Linked DNA regions of Pan troglodytes: region 2 is linked to region 1. A link is a contact called in public capture Hi-C data. All regions are on one chromosome and are shown on one strand. Each heading gives the region's core, a stretch centred on a gene start, on an enhancer-like site or on the middle of the called end of the contact. The rest is flanking DNA. Distances are from core to core; before and after follow the strand shown.

Region 1 (7,141 bases), core at 3,070-5,569:
GCAATCACCTGCAGCACAGGTCCCCAGCCTCTGCCTGTGGACCCTCGCTGGCCCCAGGAGCACATGGCCTATGCTGGGCAAACTAGAAGCACCAGAAGTTCATGGCCAGGAGCAGGAAGTGGCAGTCAACACCCAGTTTTCCAGTCCTCCAGAGGGCAATTCTGACACATGACGCAACATAGTGGCTTAGACACCCCCACTGGAGAAATTGAACCCCAAGGTCCTCAGTGATGGCCTTGTTTGTGGTCACCCTAATCCCCGGCCTTGCTCCCTTCCAGGTTTCAGCCCCGCTTCCTCACGGTGCTGCTGGATCACCGTCCATGTTAGCCGCTTGCACCCGAATCCTCAGCTCAGGGTCTGTTTTGGGGCGACCTTATATTAAGAGAGCAGAGTCTGGCGCCTAGTAAATACTAAGCTCTCAGCAAAAGGTATGTGTGTGATATAGAGGGAGAAAAGATTCATACATACACATATGTGTGCATATGTGTACCAATATGCACTTGCAAATGTGGAAATCTAGATGAATGTACATGTGTTTATCTGTATGTATATATGTGTGCATACAGATATGTGCATGTATGTGTATATCTGCTATTTGTCTATATCCACATATATGTATGTATGCATATAGATGTGTGCATGCAGGTATATATGTGTGTATATCTATATCATGTGTATGTGTCATGCATGTGTGTCGATGTCAGTGCATGTGTGTATATGTACATGAATGCACATGCATAAATGTGTATATATGTGTGTATATATGCATGCATGAGCATATTTAAATATAGCTCTGTGTATATGTTTACATAGGTGTATGTGGGCATGTATGTGCATATATGTATAGGCATGTGCATATAGGTGTGTGTTTATACATAGACATGTGAGTATATATGTATATATCTATATGTGTATATATGTATTATACATATATGTAGATGTGGGCATAAGTATTTGTGAGTACATGCATGTGTACTGTATATGTACACATCTATAAGGATGTACATTTATGTATCTGTAGGTCTATATGTGCATGTGTGAGTGTACATGTGTACATGCGTATACGTAGGTATGTGTGTATGTATATATGAATGTGTGTCTGTATATGTGTATTCATCGTGTGTATATGTGTGTGCATGTGTTCCTGTGTGTGCATATGTGTTCCTGTGTGTGCATATATGTACATATGTGTGTGTCCACAGCTGGGTGGTGAGAGTCACACAGCAGGAAACAGGTGTTCCCTGACTGCGTCCCCAGAACGTATTCTCCGAGGGCCTCTCCATGACTCTCTGCTGGCCTCACTTCCAGGCCCCCACGCTGGGCCTTATCCCACCTCTCCCTGCCCTCAGCTCCTTCTTTGCACAGGTTCCCATTCACCAGAGGCCCCCGGCTTCCTCCCCACACCAGGTTACCTTGGGAAGTGGGAAAGCCGGAAGAGGAGACCTCACAGCAGAGCCTACCAACAGCTGCTCAGTGGCAGGACCCAGGGCGGCTGCAAGGAAATGAAATCCCCTCTCACTTAACAGCCTAATAAGGATTTGAACCTGAATCTGCCAGGAATTTCAGTTTAACTGCTTTCTCAGATGTGAAGAACATGTCTGGGCTTTCAAGCATGCCCCGGGGAGGAGCCGCGACAGGCTGAAGGGGAGGATGGCGCCTCTTGCTGAGGCTCCACCTGCCCGAGCTTCTCTGTGAGGCCCCGGAAAACAGCACAGGCCTGGCAGGGGAGCTAGATGTGCAGATGAGAGGGGGCAGCCGTCCCAGGAGACCAGCGCTTGTGGGGGGAAATGATGTCAGCAAGACGCAGCGGCAGCAGCAGCAAGGAGTCGCTTAAGGACATTTCCAGCTGCCCTGGGCAACCTGATCCTCCTGGGAGAGGGGCCCACAGACTCAGAAGGGCTGCAATGCTCAGAGCCCAATCCTCAGGGCTGCGCACTTAGCCAGACAGGCTGAGCTGCATGAAACTGCTTTGTCATTCACACTGGGCCATTCACACTCTCCCAAGTGGAGTCCTCACCCCTGATCCTGCCGGCTGGTGGCCAGGCCCAGGGCCCCTCACTTCCTCCTTCCGCCTCATGTGTTCTGCTCAGCCACCTTGGCCTCCTTCTAGTTCTTCAACAAGAGGCTCATCCCCCTCCCAGGGTTTGCTCTGGTGCTCCCTCTGCCTGGAGTGCCCTTCCCAGCTCCTCACAGGTGCGGCTTGTTCTGGGCAGTCAGGTGCTTCAGGCTTCCCTGCCCCCCTGCCACCAGCCTCCTATTTAATTTCATTCTTGCAGCTGGCCCTTTTCTACTTTGTCGTGTTTAACTCCCTACCATTTATTTTTCTCCTCTCTCCCTGGAAGGCGAGCTCCCTGGTCATCGTGGGCCTTGCGTGTGTTTCTCATGCTGCATCCTCAGAGCCTAGAGGCATGGAGTAGCTGCTCACTGAATCCTCACGGAATGAATGAATGATTGACCACACCCATCACATTAAGCCTTATGGGATTATTATCAAGAACGCCCTATTTAATGATGGGGACATGCTGCCCCACTTCCATCCCTGGGCCTTGGTGCACAGGCCAGAAAGTCCGAGACAGACCATCTGTCGTCCTTACAGGGGACCAACTTGCACAAACAAATGGGCATCAGCACCCACTGGGAGCAGCCGTGACCCCTGGGTCCTCGGTACCAGCCACAAAGCCAGTTCTGAGTTTGTTCAGAATCCTGCTTAGAATGAAGGATGCTCCTACACCAGAGATCTCTTAATACGACCACCAAACACCACGGGATTTTCCAAGGTAGCTGCCACAGCCGCAGCACACAAGCTCTGTTCCTGGCTTGCTTCTGCCATCTGCTGGCCACTTGATAAAAGGCACCGGGGGTTATTTTCCAGTCTCTCTGAGGCTCTTGTTTTGTGGGAGGAACTCATCATCACCTTTATCTTCACAAGGGCTGCTTGGCAGACCTGTCCCATAAGTAGTGCAACTCGGGAAGATCCTAGACCCCTTGTGGGTAGGGCAGTCATCCAGTCCTGCATCTTATGACTTCACACGTTACAAACATTAACTTGCTAAACACTCAATGTGAAACCTAGGAGTAAGGGACAATTATCTTTACTATCTACAAACAAGGATGTTCAGGCACAGAGAGGCTCAGTACATTGTGCAAAGTCACACAGCTACAGAGTTGTGAAGCCGAGATTGGAACTCAAGCAATAAGGCACTTTGATGGCAGGCACCTTAATGGGGGGGGGGGGAGAACACCCTTTACCAACAACCATGCAAATGGCCCAGGTGCTCCTGTGACCCCTGATCCCAGGGGCTCCACCAGAGCACCAGAGAGAGAGGGATGTGGGAAGAGCAGAGGACAGAAGAGGACACGTGCATCTAACCACTCGGAGGACAGGAGAAGGCGCCCTAACCTTCTGAGCTGCCATCTTCCAATCAGGAGGAGGGGAGCACTGGATACATAATCTCAAGGCTTTCCCTACAGTTCTCTCAACAGGACAGACAGGCAGGGGTGCACAGTGGTTAGAGCACAGGCTTTTTGGTCAGACAGAACTGGGTTAAAGATCAGACACGTCCACTCACTCTCAATGAGTCCGTATCTGTAAGCCTAAGCTTCCGTCCTCACACATGTTGATAAAAGAAAAAAAAAAAAAAAGGCCAAGTGCAAAGCTTTTAGCATTGTTTCTGGTTCAGGGTATGGACTTAATACATGTTTTCTATCATTATAACCACACTAAAGGCTCTGAGAAGTCCTGCAGGAAGGAAAACTACTTGTCTTTATCTCAGCCATCCCCAAGCTAGCTGCCCACAGAGCCACCATGGAGCCCCACAGCTCTGTCACCCCACAGGGCCCATGTGCCTGGCCCATTCATGTTCCCTCACATGGGAGCCTCAGGCCCCAGTGGAAACAGACTCAGGAGACAAACCCAGGCCTCCTGCTCCCAGCTCCCCACTCTGTCCTTCTGCTTCTACATCCAACTACCCCCAAAGCAGTTTCTACAATCCATAAACAAAAGAATTCAGAGACAATTCTCCAGGGCTCCCAAGACGACATATTTCATCTGTGGCTTCTACAGTGCTTATTTGTCAGTTTTACAGACCAGAGGCAATGAAGAGTCTAAGGCCAAGAAGGCTGTTTTTAATAATTCTGTCATTATTCTCAATTTTCAGCACCACCACACATGAAAAACCCATTTCCAATTCCCTTAAAGGTGTTAAATGGTTTTTGCACTGTGTTGCAAAAGTTTGCCGTCAGCCAAACTGCTACGAAGTGGGCTTGTAGCGTCCGGTCCTGAGCTGTGGGAACGACTTGGTCGGGCCTGATCCGCTGGAGCCCAGCTCTTTCCCCAAGCGTTCAATTCCCAGTACATGCCACACGGGTCACTGTGGATTTCAGGGTGGACTCACCGCGCTGCTGAGTGTTGCAGTCCAACCGATTTCACAAGACTCCATGCAGGACACCTCCACCCGGCCCAGGCTCAGGCAGGATATGAACAGGAAACCACTGTTTCCTGCCGGTCAACACTCAGGAACTGATGAAGTAACCCAGTGCCCAGCCCCTCTGACAGCCACGGAGCCAAGAAGAGGGAAGTGAGGCGGCATCCAAGGCGGCCCCTGAAAGAACTAAGCAAGGCAAGTTCAAGGGGTTCAGGGCTCTGCAGCAGCTGATGGGGAGCAGGGAGGAGCATTCCGTTTTCAGGGCATTGAAAGTCCTTGAAAGGAGAAAACTTTTATAAGGAATGACAAGGCCTGGATGCAGAAGGTGGGAGACCCCTGCCCTTAATAACCGTCATAGTTACCAATGACAACTATGATAAAGAGATGACTTTCTGTGGCTCCCACTTGCTGCCCTCTGTGGTTCCAGGCACATCACAGAGAACTCTTCATTTTCATGAGGCCCCATAAGGACATCCCTATCAATATCCTGATGTTACAAATGAGGGAACCAGGACACAGAGATGCTGAGGAACTTGTCTGAAGTTACATGGTGGAGACATAGCCTGGGACACAGCAGTGAGAGGGACAGACAAGCCCTGCCCCTGTGCACCAAGCCATCTGCTGGGGACGCAGAAATCAAACAGCTCGTGGCTGCCCTTGTGCCCAGCGCTGTGGGCATAAGCGAGCTGCTTTGAAGAGACAGCGTGGTGACCTGCCCGGCTGGCCCAGGCAGCATCACACAGCAAGAAGGCGGGCTTTGAAGGGTTTTAAACAGAGTCGTGTTCCCACGTCTGCAGTGAGAGGGCTGCAAGCCTTTGTGTTTTTCACACGATGTTACACAGCGTTGGGGTCCACAGACCTGCCTCGGAAGCTGCTCATGGGCAAATGGACGACCACAGGTGGGGAAGGAAATTTCCCCCAAACACACACATGCTTCACCCAGAGCAGCCAAGCTGTTTGTGTGTTTGTGTGTATTCATGTGTGTATGTGTGTGTGTGTGTCTTATGCCTAATGGTTCATTGAGTTTAAGGATCTCTCAGCTCCCTTGCAGCACAAATGTTTCATAATTTGGTGGTTAGCGCACAGTGACCAGGCAATACACGTTCATCAAAATGCACCAATGAGACAGAGACAGGAGAGGATGTTTTGGCAGCAGACAGACATCCAGGAGGCACAGCACACCCCCATCCCCCGGCCCCAACCTCAGAGAGATAATCAGGGGAACAAAGGGCATTAGTATGAAATGACCAAAGAGACTTACCGAGCAACATCAGACTCCCTGCAACACGTGTGCTGATGGGACAGAGGGGGAGTTATTTTTATACTTAAGAAATAACCAAGCATTCTGCATGCCCAAAACCAGTTTGGGTTTTAAATACCTTTCATAATTTTTCTGACTATGGAGGTAATACATCCTCAGGGCATAAAATTTAGAAATTATAGAAGAGTATTTTAAAAAATCCAACCATTGAGCAATAACCATTATAAAAATTTTACTGTTTTCCTTTCTTGTCATTTATCTAGGCTCATACAGATATTTGGGGCTTTTTTCACAAAACTAGGAAAATGTTAAAATATATATTCTAATAATGTCTCGATTTTATTATTAGATTTATCATAACCATAAAAGATTTGAACACTTTTAACGACAGCATATTATTCCATTTCCATGGAATTACTGTAATGAATCTCCTACTGTTGGGTTTCAGTTGCTTCCAAATTTGAATGTAAATAATTTGGGGGCAGTTCTCACTCCATCAATGGCAGACTAGGTTGAATACAGCCGAGGTTTTGCAGGCACACACTATGCCCAAATTAAAGCCACAGCCCAGGATGTTGGCCATGGAGAGATGATGCTTTCAACTGTATCAACTCTTGAAGCTGGTGAACCATGGCTTCTCCCCTTCAGGCGCTGGCAGACCTTCTCCTCACACTCTTGGCTCTTTGCTGGGCTGACAACTCCCTACTTGCCCTGCAGGCCTTCCCTGAGCTCTGGGGTCTTCTTTCTGCCCCCTTCCATAGCTCCCCGTGGCTGCCACATCTCAGCACTGACATCCTACGTGGCTCTTTGTCCACACCTAGCTCCCTAGACCATGCACCCCTTGTGAGCTAGGTCTTTGTCTTCCACATGGAAGTTCTCACTAAACACTTGAATAAAGGAATGAATAAACAAATGAATGAACAAACAATCTAACAAAGAAGGAGCACATGGGCTGACCTTGCAGGGCTCTCACGCCAAATCCTGGAGGCGCCTTCTGCAGCCGTTTCTGTCTCCCAGCCAGTTCACCTGCTGCTCAGGCTGCTCCTCAGAAATGGCGCGTACAGGAAGCACGTGCTTGTTTGTGCTGGCTCCATGTTTGTTTGCATTTAGGATCACGGAGTTTACTCAATTAAGAAATAGAGTGGAGAGGGGGTACTGCCTCTGTTTGGCAGACAAAACAAACAGAGGAGAGGGGAAGATGTCCAGGGCAGATTTCTCCCGCTTTCAATCTTAAATAAATAACCAGTTTCCCGATGCTAATTTTTCCTCTTTATGATCTTGTCTATCTGTGCACAGACGATGAGGTCTGATCCCTTGTGGTCCCAAATGCCACGTGGCAGTGAGCTTCCAGGCCACGTCCCTATTGCACCAGAAGAGCCCATGTGTGTCTTTGTGAGCATGTTCATAGTTAACCTTGTTGATCATTACATGAACGTGTTTAATCCTTACAAGAAGC
Region 2 (7,141 bases), core at 1,345-3,844, 150 kb before region 1:
GCCTCCTCCCCGAATGAAGACCCTCAGGAAACCTGCTTGGCAAGGCCCCTGAACCCCACCTCCACCCTCCCGCCTGCCAGGTCTTCAGCTCTGGATTTGTTTCCTGCCCTTCCCGGACCTTTGCCTGTGTTTGATCTGGCTTCGTTTCTCTGAGTGGCTGATTTTATTTGCCTTTTAACTTTCAAGACCTCCTGGTCTACTGTTGTCACTTTATCTTGTTTGGATTATAATTTGCACTGTTGTTTTGCTCTTCCCATATGATTTGGGATGGGATTTAACATGTAAGAAAAATAAATATTATTTCTGTGGTTACATGACTTCCCCAGTGTAGAGAGGGCCAGGAAATGTACGAAGTCATCAATACTGATGCCAAAGTGTGGTGTCGGAGGTCACCATCCCCAAAATGGATTAAACAGCACAGACGGCCCATTCCATGGAGTTAATCAGCTTAATTGTGTTTCTTGGCATTACTGAATTTGGGGAAATAAGTTACTCTAAGTAACTTCAAATGTTAAACGTCAGATCACCAACATCTTATATTAAATTTGGAAATAACCCTTCACTAATCAAGAGAAACATATACTCAAAACGGAACAATTGATATTTTCCTCTTCTATTCTCTTCTTCTCCTCCACCAATAAATTTTAATAAGGAACATGTAACTCCTAAGTTTGTAAAACTAGATAAACAAAGTGCTTAAAAATCTAAATTTTGTTGTTTTGTTTTTGTTATTACAACCCAAGATACTCTTCACGTTAAGGTTAGAGGTTGGGTTTGGTTACCATCCCAGAGTTCCGCGTGGGAAGTCTTTCAGATTTCTTCTTTAATTCTTCTTTCGCATTTGGTTTTCTTCAAACAGGATGAGAGAAGCACACAGAAAGAAGGCATTCACTTAATTTTACAGACTATTTTTCCTGGGTCCTAGCTTAGAGAGGAGCATCTTGACCCAGATGTCCTCTTTAGCATCTTTTGTGTGGGGGGAGGACTCAGCTGCCGAGATGCTGGCAAAGGTGTGGATGCCATTTGCTCCTCATCTGCTCCTTTGTGCGTAATGACAGGAGTACACTGGGCAATGAGTTTGATGAGAAATTGAAAAGGCAAAAGGTGAACGGCCCACATAGCCCTTCTAATGTAGGCGTTGAAAGAGTGTAATTTCCTGGAAAGCAACTTCAATGTCAGATTGAAATGCCGGTTTCAACGTGCTCTTCAGGCACTGACTCCCTAAGCCTGGAAGAAATGCCTTCTCAGGGGTGCCGTCCCACGCAGAGAGCAAGTGGGCCTCCCTGTTTCCACTCTCTGCCCTCCCCAACCATTTTCACCAACAGGCAGAAGGATCCTTTCAAAATAGAAACCAGATCCTCTCACTCCCAGCACAAAACCTGGCAAGGGCCTGCCATTGCCCTCAACCAGAAACCCAAAGTTCTCACATAGCTGATGATATGGTTTGGATCTGTGTCCCCACCCAAATCTCATATTGAACTGTAATCCCCAGCTGGGTCCTAGTGGGAAGTGATTGGATAATGGGGGCTAATCTCCCCCTTGGTGCCGGTCTGATCATGAGTGCGATCCCCTGATATCTGGCTGTTTAAAAGTGTGCAGCACCTTCCCCAGCCCCTTGGTCCTGCTCCTGTCCTGTAAGACGCCTGCTCCCACTTTGCCTTCCGCCGTGATTGGAAGCTCCCTGAGACCTCCTCAGAAGTAGATGCTGCCATGCTTCCTCTGCAGCCTGTGGAGCCATAGGCAATGAAACCTGTCTTCTTATAAATTACCCAGTCTCGGCCAGGCACGGTGGCTCACGCCTGTAATCCCAGCACTTTGGGAGGCCAGGAGGGAGGATCACGAGGTCAGGAGATCGAGACCATCCTGGCTAACATGGTGAAACCCCTTCTCTACTAAAAATACAAAACATTAGCCGGGCATGGTAGTGGGTGCCTGTAGTCCCAGCTACTCAGAAGTCTGAGGCAGGAGAATTGCTTGAACCCGGGAGGCAAGAGGTTGCAGTGAGCTGAGATTGTGCCACTGCACTCTAGCCTGGGTGACAGAGTGAGACTCCGTCTCAAAACAAACAAACATATTACTCAGTCTCAGGTATTTTTCTTTCTTTCCTTTTTTTTTTTTTTTTTTTTTTTTTTTTTTGAGACAGGGTCTCCCTCTGTCACCCAGGCTGGAGTGCAATGGTGCGATCTCAGCTTACTGTAACCTCCATCTCCTGGGTTCAAGTGATTCTCCTGCCTCAGCTCCCCACCCCACCAGTAGCTGGGATCACAGGCATGCACCACCATGCCCAGCTAATTTTTGTATTTTTTAGTAGAAATGGGGTTTCACCATGTTGGCCAGGCTAGTCTCGAACTCCTGACCTCAGGTGATCCTCCTGTCTCAGCCTACCAAAGTGCTGGGATTACAGGCGTGAGCCACCGTGCCTGGCCTCAGGTATTTCTTTATAGCAACGTGAGGACTGACTGATACAGCTGAGGAGCCCCTCTGTGATCCAGCCAGCTTCCCCCTAATCACCCTCCCTCACAGGGCTGCAGCCACAAGGCTTCCAGCCGCTCTAGGATTCTGCCAAACCTTTGCACTTGCTGTGCCTCCAGCTAGGAATGTTTTCCTTCCAGCTTCCCCCACCACGGCTTCCTCAGTCAGTGGAGGTTTCTGCTTCAATGCCTCCCTGCAGGAGCCCTCCCCAGCCACCCAGTGATGACAGGAGCTCAGGGAGACTCTCCATCGCCCTCTTCTGTTCTGTGTCCTCTTAGGACTTTCTTACTCTCTGACATCATAGACTCACATGCTTGCTTTCTGTCTCCCACATTAGAACATAAGTTGCACGAGAACAAGGGCTGTGTTTTGTTCTCTACATAGTCCCCGCATCTAGAACCCAGCCTAGCAATCAGGAGGGGCTCAGTAGGTATTAGTGGGTAACCAAATGCTTCTGGATTTTAAAATAAAATTTAAAAAGGACTGTGCCTCATAACTGTACAGATAAATTCAATTTCCAAAGGATTCATTTGACATAAAAGTATGACAAAAGGGTTCCTCAAAAAGTTAAACATCCAATAACCATATGACACAGCAATTCCGCTCCTAGGGATATAACCATGAAAATTAAAAGCAGGGACTCAAACAGGCACCTGAATACCCATATTCATGGCTGCATTATTCACGGTAATCAAAAGGTGGAAACAACCCAAATGCCCTTCAATAGATAGAAAGACCAACAAAATATGACATAGTCACACAATGGAATATTATTCAACTCTAAAAATGAATGAAATGCAGATACATGCTGCAACATGCATGAACCTTGGAGATATTATAAGTGGAATAAGACAGACACAAAAGGACAAATATTGTATGATTCCTCTTATGTAAGGTAACTAAAATTGGCAAATTCACAGAGACAGAAGCGAGAATAGAGATGATCAGTGGCTGAGGAGAGGGAGAAAATGGGGGTGATTGTTTAGTGGGTACAGAACCTCTGTTTAGGATGATAAGGAAGTTCTGGAAGTGGGTAGCGATTATGTTTTCACAGCATCGTAAATGTACTTAATGCAATATACACACACACATACATATATACACATATATTCATATACACACACATATATATTCATATACACGTATATATTCTCAAAAGAAAATGGCAAAGCACTTACTCTATTTGCTTTGATTTTATGAAATTAGATGAATTTATCCTGAGATATTTTTATTAGATGAATCGGCACTAGTAAGTCTTTACCATCTGTTTAACTTAAAATTCTAACAAAAATTCTTGATTTAACATTCCTTATTGGTTTTATAAAGATGAGTCCTGATAATTATGTACATAAGCCAGTGATGTCTGATTTTATTATGCACACAAGAGAAAATACGTCAGATGCTTTCTTATTTTTCCCAGTGTCATTTGTAAATATTACTCAAAGTTTTTACCCATATTATTACTTCTGTTCCCTCAGGATTTAAAAAAAAAACACTTCTACAAATGTTTGTCAAAATTGGGAGCACTTTAACAAACAGCTCTCAAATATAGTACCTTCTAACATGTCATTAAATATTCTCCTTTGAATATCATTTAGACCTTTTCAGTTACATTGGGAAATTCTCTAATATATTCCATAAATTATAATAAATAATGTCCTGTTAAACTTCTGGGGGTTTCAGCTCATGTGTGATGTGAGTAATTCAAGTTCAGTTCTGTGTTCTCCCTGGTGTCCCCAGGTCCTAACACCAGCCGTACCCATTAGGGACGGAGCCCGCTCCACCAGGCATTTCAAAGGATTCCAAGCTCCGTGTTTGAGTGGTCATCATGGGTGGAAAGGCGGTGGGGGAGGAAGGCTTGAAAGCCTGGTTTACTGTGGCTGAGGGTCTGGGTCACCTTTGTAAAACTCTCAGAGCAATTACGAAAGCATTTGCATCCATAGGTCCTCAATAAATACCATTTGAATGAATACCCCAGGGTTTTGCAGAGGCTGTTACTCCATCGTGAATGGTGGGAGACAGATTTTAGTACAAGGACAAACACTTGTTTAATTGCCATGCATTTTTTAACAATTAAGACAAATTAAGACATTGGTTTTTCACTGATAATAAAAATATGAAGTGTCTTTTAAAAATACATACCTTTAAATTTTAAATGTTTATATTTAAAAGAATGAATTGACTTGCAGTGTAGGATTTGAAAACCATCCATAGGGTGGTACATAAATAACTGAACTGGCCGGGCGTGGTGGCTCATACCTGTAATCCCAGCACTTTGGGAGGCCAAGGCGGGAGGATCACTTGAGCCCAGGAGTTCCAGGTTAGCCTGGGTGACATGGTGAAATCCCATCTCTACAAAAAATACAAAAATTAGCCAGGCATGGTGGTGTGAGACTGTGTGTAGTCCCAGCTACTGGGGAGGTGGAGGCAGCAGGATCACTTGAACCTGGGTGGTGGAGGCTGCAGTGAGCCGTGATCACGCCACTGCACTCCAGCCTGGGTGACAGTGAGACTCTGCCTCAAAAAAAAAAAAAAAGACTGAATTGAGGGCAACACTAAACTAGCAAATGTTCATTGTTAGCCATCAGAACCTAGAAGCTGGGAGGACAGAGCAGAGGGCACGGCCCAGTGTGTACAGGAGCCTCACAGGCCCCCGAGGCTGGCTTTGGGGTGTTGGAAGAAGTAGAGCTTGGAGCCCACAGCTGGGGGACACCCGAACAGAAAGGAGCCCTGCAGCCTCCTGCCTGTTGTCAGGACCCAAAGGAGAAATGTAGTTTGCAGGATCCCACAGCACGATGAAGCCACGAGCTGATGAGTGGGCTGGGGCAGGGGCAGTGGCTGAATGTCTGCTGCAGACTGGCCGGGCTCACCCACCCTTTGTGTGAAACGGCCCGAGGCTGCCTTGCTTCCCCTCCCCTGCTACCTTTTGCCCACACCAGACATCACTCCCACCTAAATTCTGAACTCCTCTGTCCTTCCAGCTCTCCTGCAAATTCCTTTCATAGTTGGGGTGGGACTCGTCAGGCCATCCCTGCCCAGGCTTGCTGCATCTACACCTTCTTGCCCACAGAGGTCCAGGCTCCCTGGCCTTGGAGGGCCTTCTATGGTGGGAGGTTGCCAGGCCTAGGAAGCTACAGGCCTCGAGTCAAACGTCTTGCTCAAGCCAGTAGGAGTTGACAAAATTTAAAACTAGAGCTCATAGACCTGCCACAAATAAATGGCAAGTTTTTTATGATCAAGATTCCATTCTAGCCTGCATCCTAGGAGGATTTGGCATCCCTGATCTCTGGTTCTCTCTAGACTCCGATTAACACCACTGGCTGTCCATCTTCCCAGCTGTCGGGCCTTAGCAAAGGTACTAGTCCTTGCTGTGCTTCACTTTTCACATCTGTAAAATGGGCTTAATCATGATATCTACGTGGTGTTTGCTTTGTAATGATTAAATGAGATCATCCAGGAGCAGTGATTAGCACTGTGCTGGATCAGAGCAGATGCTCACTACATGTCAGCCATCAGAAAAGAAAATAGAACAGGCCTCCCCATGTTCCCTGTCTAACAATGAGAAAGACATTGGATGAATCCCAACTGAAGGATAGTCTACAAAAACCCTGACCAGACCTCCTCAAAACTGTCAAGGTTATAAAAAACAAAGACAGTCAGAGAAACTGTCACAGCCAAGAGGTTCTCAAGGAGACATGATGACTAGCTGTCATGTGGGGTCCTGGATGGGCACCTGCAAGAGAAAAGGGACATTATAGAGGAAAAAATAAGGAACTCTACATGAGGTTTGGACCTTACTTAGTTAATGAGAATGCATCAGTATTGATTAATTATAACAAATATGTCATACTGATGTAGGCTGTCAATAATGGGGACAGTTGAGCTTTCTGTGGTGTATTGGCAGTTTTTCTATAAATCTAAACTATTCTGAAATAAAAAGTTTATCAAAAAACAAAAAAGATTGGAACAAAAATGTAAGTCTCTCTCCCAAAGACACACAGCTAGCATAAAGAAAGCTATGGTTTAGGACCCACTTTTTAGTGACCTGGGAGCCTGCACGCCATCCATTCGGGGCTGCAGCTAGTGTTATTGTTTAAGACAATTACAGACTGAAAGAGGAAAGCTGGAAAATGCAATGCTCCCAGTAGGGCTTTAGGTCTGCAGTCACCTAAGTGGAACCACAGTGGTGAAGAAGGGCTGTGGACGGGAAATAGCAGCCCACAGGTAAAGGCAGAGTTTAAAGGACCAAATCTGCTTGTCCACAGATCACATAAGAGCAATACCCTGAGGGTGTCCAGAGCAGCCATGTCCCTCCCTCCTGCAGCCACAGCCCTTGCTTTGGAGAGACTCTAGGGCAAGTCAGGCTTGTCAGGACGGAGTTATCTGCCCAGAACAACTGTGAGAGTTGGCAGGCAGCTTCTGCGACTGGTGCCATCCTCTCCTTTGTCAGGACAACCCAGGGGCCTGTGGGGGAGCTGCCTATAACACAGGAGCCCTTCCTCTGCCCAGCAGTGCCGGAAGACATCAGGACGGGGAGCAAGGCTGGATCATTCTGGGTTTTCAGTGTTGGGTTGCAGCAGATCTTGTGGGAACCTTGCCTAACTCTGCCCAAACGCTGTGGCGCCTCATCTCTCCAAGGAGCCCATGTGTCAAATCATTTGATTTTCAA

The links. Capture Hi-C pulls out chosen DNA fragments and counts their contacts.
Region 2: a capture Hi-C map of stem cell-derived neural stem cells shows a contact between it and region 1, with 2.9 times the contacts expected there. The contact joins two enhancer-like sites. A contact is called at or near these places in 2 of 7 Hi-C or Micro-C datasets (induced pluripotent stem cells and stem cell-derived neural progenitor cells) and 1 of 1 other capture datasets (stem cell-derived neural stem cells).

What each region holds. Positions count from the first base shown.
Region 1 is chr21:66,357,654-66,364,794 of NHGRI_mPanTro3-v2.0_pri, reverse strand. No RefSeq gene overlaps it. Among named protein-coding and RNA genes, the nearest start is that of LINC02910, 13 kb to the left of the region's middle. Within about 2 kb of position 4,319, at least 2 of the 24 cell types and tissues checked have an H3K27ac peak or open chromatin away from gene starts, as enhancers often do. A contact at or near this core is called in stem cell-derived neural stem cells, where this site is marked.
Region 2 is chr21:66,506,739-66,513,879 of NHGRI_mPanTro3-v2.0_pri, reverse strand. All of the region lies in intron 4 of LOC107970072, which reads right to left. Among named protein-coding and RNA genes, the nearest start is that of MIR646, 100 kb to the left of the region's middle. Within about 2 kb of position 2,594, at least 1 of the 24 cell types and tissues checked has an H3K27ac peak or open chromatin away from gene starts, as enhancers often do. A contact at or near this core is called in stem cell-derived neural stem cells, where this site is marked.